2 separate regions of the Mus musculus genome follow, and region 2 is linked to region 1. Evidence: chromatin contacts called from public ChIA-PET data. All regions are on one chromosome and are shown on one strand. Each heading gives the region's core, a stretch centred on a gene start, on an enhancer-like site or on the middle of the called end of the contact. The rest is flanking DNA. Distances are from core to core; before and after follow the strand shown. Region 1 holds the start of Zfp775 (zinc finger protein 775). Region 2 holds the start of Zfp282 (zinc finger protein 282).

The links. ChIA-PET counts read pairs in DNA pulled down with a chosen protein or histone mark.
Region 2: a contact with region 1 is called in an RNA polymerase II ChIA-PET map of memory CD8 T cells, with 7 read pairs. The contact joins the promoter of Zfp282 here to the promoter of Zfp775 in region 1. A contact is called at or near these places in 6 of 39 promoter capture datasets (cranial neural crest, hippocampal neurons, liver and 2 more) and 1 of 115 datasets of contacts at active chromatin or transcription factors (memory CD8 T cells).

The regions. Positions count from the first base shown.
Region 1 is chr6:48,599,790-48,603,887 of GRCm38.p6, forward strand. It overlaps Zfp775 (zinc finger protein 775), which reads left to right and starts at 2,218. Exons shown (of 3, transcript NM_173429.3): 1 at 2,218-2,331.
Region 2 is chr6:47,875,825-47,880,116 of GRCm38.p6, forward strand. Zfp282 (zinc finger protein 282) reads left to right here and starts at 1,731. Exons shown (of 8, transcript NM_146175.3): 1 at 1,731-2,012; 2 at 4,176-4,292. The coding sequence starts at 1,848.

The DNA.
Region 1 (4,098 bases), core at 968-3,467:
TCCGGGCGCTCTTGCTCTCCCTTCAAATTCATGTAAACACCTGCAGCTCTTGCTCTCCCTTCAAATTCATGTAAACACCTGCACACGGTCCTGGAATACTAATTACTAGAAGCTGAGATTCGGGTCTGTTTCTGCCTCCTTTTGTCTTAAAGATGTGTGTGTATGTTGTATTTTCCTTCATGTATGTTTGTGTACATGTGTGTACCCGGAACCCATGGAGGCCAGACCAGGGAAGGGTATTAGACTCCCTGGAACTGGAGTTATAGATGGTTGTGAGTCACCATGTGAATTCTAGGAATCAAACCCAGGTCCTCTGCAAGAGCAGCATGTGCTCTTAACTGCTGAGCCATCTCCCCAGCTCACCCTTTCAGCCTTGACCACCACTGTATAAAAAAGAAATTAGTGTGCTGGTTTTGGTCACATAATACTGGGTTTGGGGAGATGGCTTGGCTTGTAGAACATATATGCCTTGCAAGCATGAAGACTGGAGTGTTGCTTCCCAGAGGCCATAACAAAAGCTGAGTATGGTGGGTCACAATCCCACAGATACTGAGATCCCAGTATCTTGCTGGCCACCTCAGTGAACCTAGCCTATTTGATGAAGTTCCAGCTAATTAGAGACCTTGTCTCAAACAAGATGGAAGGTGCCTGAAGATGCATAATGTGACCCCCTGGCCCCCACATGCACCAACCCCCCCTCACAGATTTTATAATATAGACTCTGTGTATGTGCATCAATACATAGTTTGCTTTTTTTCTTTCTTTTTAAACATTTTTAAAAATTATTTATTTATTTATTTATTTATTTTTTGAGACAGGATCTAATACAGTTCCAGGCTGGCCTTGAACGAACTATCTCAGTGTGTAAGATAGGCTAGCCTTCACTTACTGTGCTTCATTCTTCCACTTCTGGAACAGCCTTGGTCCTGAGTGTCAGTCTGGAGAGTCTGTCACTCTGGATAGGAAGTGTTGTTCCTGGGCCACACTAGCTGGTGGAGGATCTGAAACTAGAATGCTGCTCTGAGAGGTAGGAATGAAAATCCAGAAAGGCACATAAGCAGGTGGGAAAACTCACTCATCTATTTCACAGGCAAACACATCAAAGTCCAGAAACAGAAAACTCTCTCTTGTGATGACTGCACATGAATTTAGTGGAAAATGGCTAGAAACTTGGCCCCAGTTTCCACAATGCTTGACAGCTGAACAGCAGCTGGGGGCCTAGAGGCTTGAACAGTTACAGATTGGTGCCATGGTAGGGGTTACAGGACATCCATCCTGGTCCCAAATGCACCTCCAAAGTAGCTCTGGAGAGAAAATGCAGTATCTTTCCAGTTGACCCCACTGTGATTACCCAGCTGCGACCAAACTCAAGGCAGAGGTGGGAGGAATTCTATCAGATGTATAGGAAAGGGTGGGAATGAAAACACTTTCCTGGAGGTGTTTGGGAACCAATCACCCTTCTTGGCAGTCTGGACCTGGTTAGCAGCTAGAAGATATTTCACTCAACAGAACCTTAGTGCATAGTGAAATTAGATGCGGTTAGGTAACCTCTTCAGACCTGTTTTCTCAGCTAGAAAAAGCTCCCCGAATGCAATGATTTCCAAAGCCACTTGCAAACAGCTCCAAACATAATTTATCATGACTCAGTGTGGTCTGATGATATGCTGGCTGATGATGGCTCACTGTACCCTCACGAGGCAAAAGAGCCCTGCAATGTGCAATAGGCAAGTGTGAGCAATGCCGCCTAAACATAGCTTTCAGGGAGTAAAGAAAAAGAGCCACAATAAAGTAGATATACTCTCCAGAGGGGTCCTAAAAGTGCTGTGTTCTATTTGGCCCGCGATGGCTTCCAAGCAAGGAAACCTAATGGCACCTCACTACCGTGGTACCCCGCACCTACGCCGCGAGTTCAGATATCAATACGCGCTTGTGCGGGAGGCAGAGCGCTCAAAGGTGGGCAGATCCGAGGCACCTGGTGGACGGGCACAGCAACTATGCTCCGCGGGGCACAGAGCATTAGGGGGCCACCTCTTCCACCCCAGCAGTGTTCAGCTCACTGATTTTTTGCTTAGGGCCGCGCGGCCGCAGGCGAGGTCAGACCCTGGCTATTGGCTCCGGAGAACAAAGGGGCCGCCCCGCGGGCTGCACCAATAGGGCCGGGAGTGTCATCTGAGCCGTTCAGCCAATCCGCAGCGGGGCGGTGCAGGGCGACCAGCCAATCACACGCGTCCGCCTGCCCCGCCTGCCCCGGGACTGGCCATGGCCCGGAGCCCGGTACCCAAGTCGCCCCTTGGGTAGCCGTTCCCGTTAACCTTAGCCACAAAGTCAAAGGTATTTATTTCTCAGGCCCCCTCCCTCCGAGTCCTGTGCAATTCTGGCGGGGAGGGGCGGTGCAGGGACGGACCAGCGCCGGGTCGCTGTTCCCGTGCTGCTCCGGTGTACCGGGCTGTAGAGGAAGGATGGGTCCCGGGCCTTGAGGCGCCCTGAGTCCCGCGTGCACCTCAGCTCTGGGTCCCAATTTTCTGTACCACCAGCACCCTTCCTAGCTCAGTTGGGAGGGACCTGAGGTTGGCTGGGAGGTCAACAGGCCAGGGCAGTAAGGTCAGGAGGGTAGGACTGTTGAAGAGCCAAGAGGACCTACTGAGCCATCTGGTTGTTCTGAGCTCCCTGTCTGTGTCTGCTTCCGTGTAGAAGAGCTTCTGGGGGCAGCAATCCCAGTGTTGGCTACAAGCGATTCTGCGAGGCGGGATGAGGGTGGAGACGGAGAACAAGCAAAAGGAAAGCACGCAGAAGTTACAACTGTGTGCGCGTCTTCGGGGGTGGTTACTGAGACTTCTTTCAAGTAAAATGACCGCAGCAGTCTCAGTGGGTGTGGTGTCTGGCGACACAGAGTCCGAATGGTCTCTAGCAGCAGTGGCAAGTTGGGTGTGGTCACCTGAGGTTGGAGACAAGTGACAGGCTCTGCATTTTTATTTGTTTGTTTTTGGTTTTTAGTTGTGTTAATAACATGAAAACATCCCATAGCATTTGTGTCCTGTCAGTTCCGAAGCTCCATGATTCTGTGCTTCTACCACTCAGTTGTGGCTGACGTTTATGTAAATGAGCCCTCATAACCGTGTTTTGTAATGGTTTACAAGGCTGGGGTCTGGACTGTGTGCTAGGGATAGAGGCATCCTGTATTAGGATGCGTTTGGTCTTCTGGTGGTAACAGAAAGCATGGATGATGACAGTTACCCCACAGGTACTTGTTTGGATGACACATAGCTAAACAGTAGTTTTGAGTTTCCCAAAGATGTCTGTCTCTGGCAAAGTGACCCCTGATTTGGACCAGGGAGGGGGTGTATGGGCAAGGTCACTGCAAGACAGACAAGTTATAGGTATGCAGGTGTGTGAGGACATAACAAATCTAGATATTGGGGACAATGGGGAAAGCTAACCAAAGACTATGTTTTGAATGGCCTTGCCAAGACATTTTTGTCTAAATTTCCAAGTGTTGGAGAGCTCTTGAAGTATGTCAAGGGGGTAAAATGTCAAAATTTCAGTTTTAGAAAAATCAGTTTGGATCTGGGTGGTGGTGGCCCACACCCTTAATCCCAGTACTCAGGAGGCAGAGGCAGGCAGATCTTTGAATTCGAGGCCAGCCTGGTCTACTGAGTGAGTTCAGGAGTCAGGGCTACAGAGAAACCCTGTCTTAGGGAGAAAGGGCAAGAGAGAAAGAAAGAGAGAGAGAGAGAGAGAGAGAGAGAGAGAGATCAGTTTGGGTTCTGGTGGCAGATGGATTTGGAGGGACCAAGAAATCAGTAAAATTTTAAAACTATTATTCATTCATTCATTGAATGTGTGTGTGAGAAAGACGGAGAGACAGAGATAGAGGAAGAGAGAGAGAGACAGACAAAGGACAGAGGACAGAATTTTTGGAAGTTGGTCCTCTCTACCATGTGGATTACATAGATTCCGGGTATCAAGCTTAGGTATCCAGAACTGGCTTGCATGTCAAAACACTTTTACCCACTAAGCCGGTGACTCTCAACCTTCCAAATACTGTGACCATTGAATACACTTTCTCATGCTGTGGTGACCCCAGTCATAAGATTAATT
Region 2 (4,292 bases), core at 481-2,980, 720 kb before region 1:
TAATATGGTGAAAATGTGCATTTGAGCCTGCTTAAGTTGAAATTTTTGTTGTTTTTTTGTTTGTTTGTTTGTTTTTTGAGACAGGGTTTCTCTGTATACCCTGGCTGTCCTGGAACTCACTTTGTAGACCAGGCTGGTCTTGAACTCAGAAATCCTCCTGACTCTGCCTCCCAAGTGCTAGGATTAAAGGCGTGCGCCACCATCGCCCAGTTTAAGTTGAGTTTTTTTTGTTTTTTGTTTTTTGGTTTTTTTGTTCATACAATACTGTGAACTAGACCCCCAGCCTAAGCCTAATCTCTGCTACACAGTAAAAGTGTGAATGGCTGTGTGAAAGTCTACCTGCGAGGAAACTGGATTAGACACACTGTGTTGTTGTCTTTCTGTGTAAAAAGGAACATTGATATGACTCACTACATACTTAAGGAGGGACATAGTAATCATTTTATCCTGAGGACATAGCTTAAACACTTGGGACTAACTTAGTCCTCTGTTTCTCATTTCTAGAAAAGAGAATATAGAGTTGATATCCCATAGGTCAGAAAATGTCTTCTCAGATGTGGGTTGCCAGTAGAAAAGCATTTGCCTGGAGCTTCCCAGGCTGGGCTTACTCGGTTCCTCTACTAATAGTGGACGTGATGTTTACAGTGAGATATATGCACTTGCATGCATGCACAACTTGTAACCAGGAAACGGAAAAAAAATCACTGACTTCTGGAGCATAACCTTCATAGAGGATAATATGAGTCTATGAAATACTCATTCATATATCCTGGAAGCATACCTAATAAAGCACTCGATAACTGTCCTTCTGAAGATAGCCCCTCTGGCACCCCACCCTTCCCCGTAGCTTCATATTGTTCTCAAGTTTAAGTGTAGTAGAACTCATGGCTTCCACCAGGTCTGACTTTCCACAAGGTGATAAGCCTTAGAGAGCTCAGTCCAGACAAGATAAGGACTGGCCATTTAGGAAGACAAAGTGGACAATATGCTACAGATAACCTACAGGGATTTATCTTTGATGGGTAATTACTTTTTTTTTTTTTTAGACTGGCCTGGAACTAATTATGGAGACCAGGCTGGCCCTAAACTCCACCTACCTCTACCTCTCAAGTGCTAGGAATAAAAAGTGTGCACACCACATCTAGCAAAAGTATCTGGGAGCCTACTATGTGCCAGGCATTAGTTCCTAATTTTTCAACATTAAAATAAGACAAACATAACACCCCACCCTATTTATATAGAACATAGGAGGTTCAGAGACAGTAAATGTTAAAAAAAAAAAAAATCACAGCCAGTGGCAATGTTGCAATTTAAACCGAAGAAGAGTATGCAAACCACAAAAAAACCAACCAACCAACAACAACAACAAAAAAAAAACCAAACAAACAAAAAAACCCCACCTTATGCCTAAGCAAAAGCTGACACATAGTAGGTGTTCAGAAAATATTTGGGTAAAATTTTTACAAGGGTGAGGCACCATTTTCTCCTGGGATGTCCAATGCATTCCTAGAAGTAACAGAAAGCAAGCCCCACTGTCCAGGCCGCAGCTTGGGACGTGAAGATCGACCACCCCAGCCAGACCTAGAGGCCGGCGGTCGCCGTCAGATTTCTTTGGGGGAGGCGGTGGCCCCCAGCCTGGAGTGGCCCCCGTCCAGCCCTGCAGGCGGGCAGGAGCTCCGAGGCCATTGGCTGGCGCGCCGGCTGCGAAGGGCGGGGAGCGCCACCGAAGGGGACTGTTTGCTCCTACGGGCTGTAGATGGAGCTGTCCGGCCCCGGCAAGGGGGAAGGCGCCTGGAAAACGTTCTTCTTCTCCCTGGCCGGCCCGAGCGGGGAACAGCACTCCCAGGATGCAGTTTGTGTCAACACGGCCGCAGCCTCAGCAGCTGGGCATCCAGGGTTTGGGGCTGGACAGCGGGAGCTGGAGCTGGGCCCAGGCTCTGCCCCCGGAGGAGGTCTGCCACCAGGAGCCGGCGCTACGCGCGGAAATGGCCGAGGGAATGCCGCCCATGCAGGTGGGTGCAGCGCCCGCGGGCGCCATGGCCGCGCCGCTGCCGTGGGGGCGGGGCGGGGCCGGGCCTCGGGGAGCCTCGCGGCTGCCGGGGCCCCGGGCGAACGGCGGAGCGGGCCTGGTGCAGGCCCGGAGCGCCAGGCCCTGCCGCGCTGCCACGGTGCCGCTGTCCGGGCCGGTGCGGCCGGGACCCGGGGCCCGCAGGATGCGGAAGCCGGGGCTGTGTTGCCCGGGACCTAGCGCGGTAGTGGCCGCTTCACTGAGCAGGGACTCGGGTTCCTCTTGGCGTCCGACCCGCCTGGGTTTGCGGCAGGCCTATTCCCGGCCCACAGAGGGAACAGTTTAACCATGTTTACACTGTAGCCAGTTTAATAAAAGGGTTTAAAGCTGTTTTATTGCTGTCTTTTTCCGACTATAAAGAGCAGCCCACTTTTCCTCTGTAGAACGGATGAGCCAGGGAAGGGACTGGGAGGGGACTTTGTCATCTTGGGTTGGCAAACTTGCCTGCATATTGGAATCGCCAGAGCAGCCTAAGACAACTGACTACGCCCAAACCGCATCCCCGAGCGTTGTCTTGGGGTCCTGGGGGTGAGAGAGAAGGCTCCAGTTGTTTCTTTAGGCTCCGTAGGAGATCTCAGGGTGCCTAGGACTTAGCTGGCACGGCCTTGGGTATACAGCACAAGGAGAAGGGTTAACGTGGTTTAACATCATTGTCTCAGAAGGGAGACTGAGTTACCTGAAGACTGGACTCTGAAGAAGCCACCCCTGTGTTCCCATTTGATTCTCAGTCAGGACTTAAGACTTGACAAGTCAATATGAAGACCTTTGGTTGTTTTTGAGCAAAATGACCAACTGTAGGTCTTCAAACCTGCGGAAATGCAACCAGCCTCAGACTTCCTACACTTCCATTGTCAGTCTTATCCCCTTCTCTGAACAAGGCCCCGGTGAAGCCTCCATAAGCCCAGTGGATGGCACTGACAGCCATCCAGCCACCAGGACCCAGCAGGGGCTGGCATTCCTAGGGTCCTGTTGTTCTCACTCCCATGTCAGAGAGGAATTCTCAGATGCTGTGGGGTAGTCTTCTGGCTATCACAGCTTCTCAGAGTTTGAGGAAAATAGTTCATGTGATTGTCAAAAGCCAGTCAGTCCGGCTCACTTCAAAGCAATAGGATTCCACTTTTCCCAACTGGAGGGCCCCTTCACCAGAAGCAGAGAGAACCAAGAGAGAAAGGGACATATCTTCTGGTCTGTGTTGTCATCCCGCACACCCTGACCAACCTCCACTTTTCTTTCTCTGTTGTAGAGCTCAGCACACAGCCTATATCTAGTAGAAGAGAAAGAGGCAGGCTCTGGGCCATGGGGAACCCCCTCATCAGGAAGCAGGGAAGGGAGCCACGAGGTTTTTGTTGTAGCCCTCACAGGGGTAAAGAATGTCCCTCTTCCTGTTAAAAAGTGCTATTGTCTAGTAAACCTATTTCCAGTTTGCACAGTTATGAAAAAGTAGCAGTGTGTGGAATTTTAACAGTGCCAGGTGTACCATCCAGCCTAGTATCTCTGGTAGGCCTAGTAGACATGGCAGTGATTGCATGTTTGCAAAGTGTTTGTGTTATCTGTGGCACTTAGAGCCCTGCCAGTTGGCAGGGCAGGGCGGTGCTAAAGAATGGCCAGCTGCTTCTTTGTTCCTCAATTTCATCATCTTTAAAGCAGAGATAATCATTCTTGCCCCAACCTGCAAGAGAGATTGCTCAGAAGATTAACTCCAGTCAACTTACACGGAAATTCCTACCTTGAAACAAAGAGTGAGAGCCAAATGGGAAGTCTGCCATTCAGTGTTGTCTGTGAGGCAAGCAGCTGTTCTCTTCAAAGAGAGGGTCTGGGCTATCTATGTTAGGCAGGGGGGCATGACCTAGACTTTCCAGAGGCCGAGGCAGGTGAACTAGTAACCAGCCTGGCTCTCCTAAGAAGGGAATGGAAGAGTGGTTAGTTGGATGGTGGGAGGTGGAGGGTGACTGTTCCAGCTACCACTGAGGTCATTAATGAGCCTAGCCAGAGGCAGAGGCTTGGTAGAGACACTGGGTAGTACTTGACTGCTTATCCCATTTTCAGGCCACCTTCTCTCACACACATGTTCTCATCCTGAGCTGTCACTTTCTTCCCTTGCATACAGGCTCAAGAATGGGACATGGATGCCAGGAGACCAATGCCTTTTCAGTTCCCGCCCTTTCCAGATAGGGCCCCTGTCTTTCCTGACCGCATGATGCGTGAGCCCCAGTTGCCCACAGCA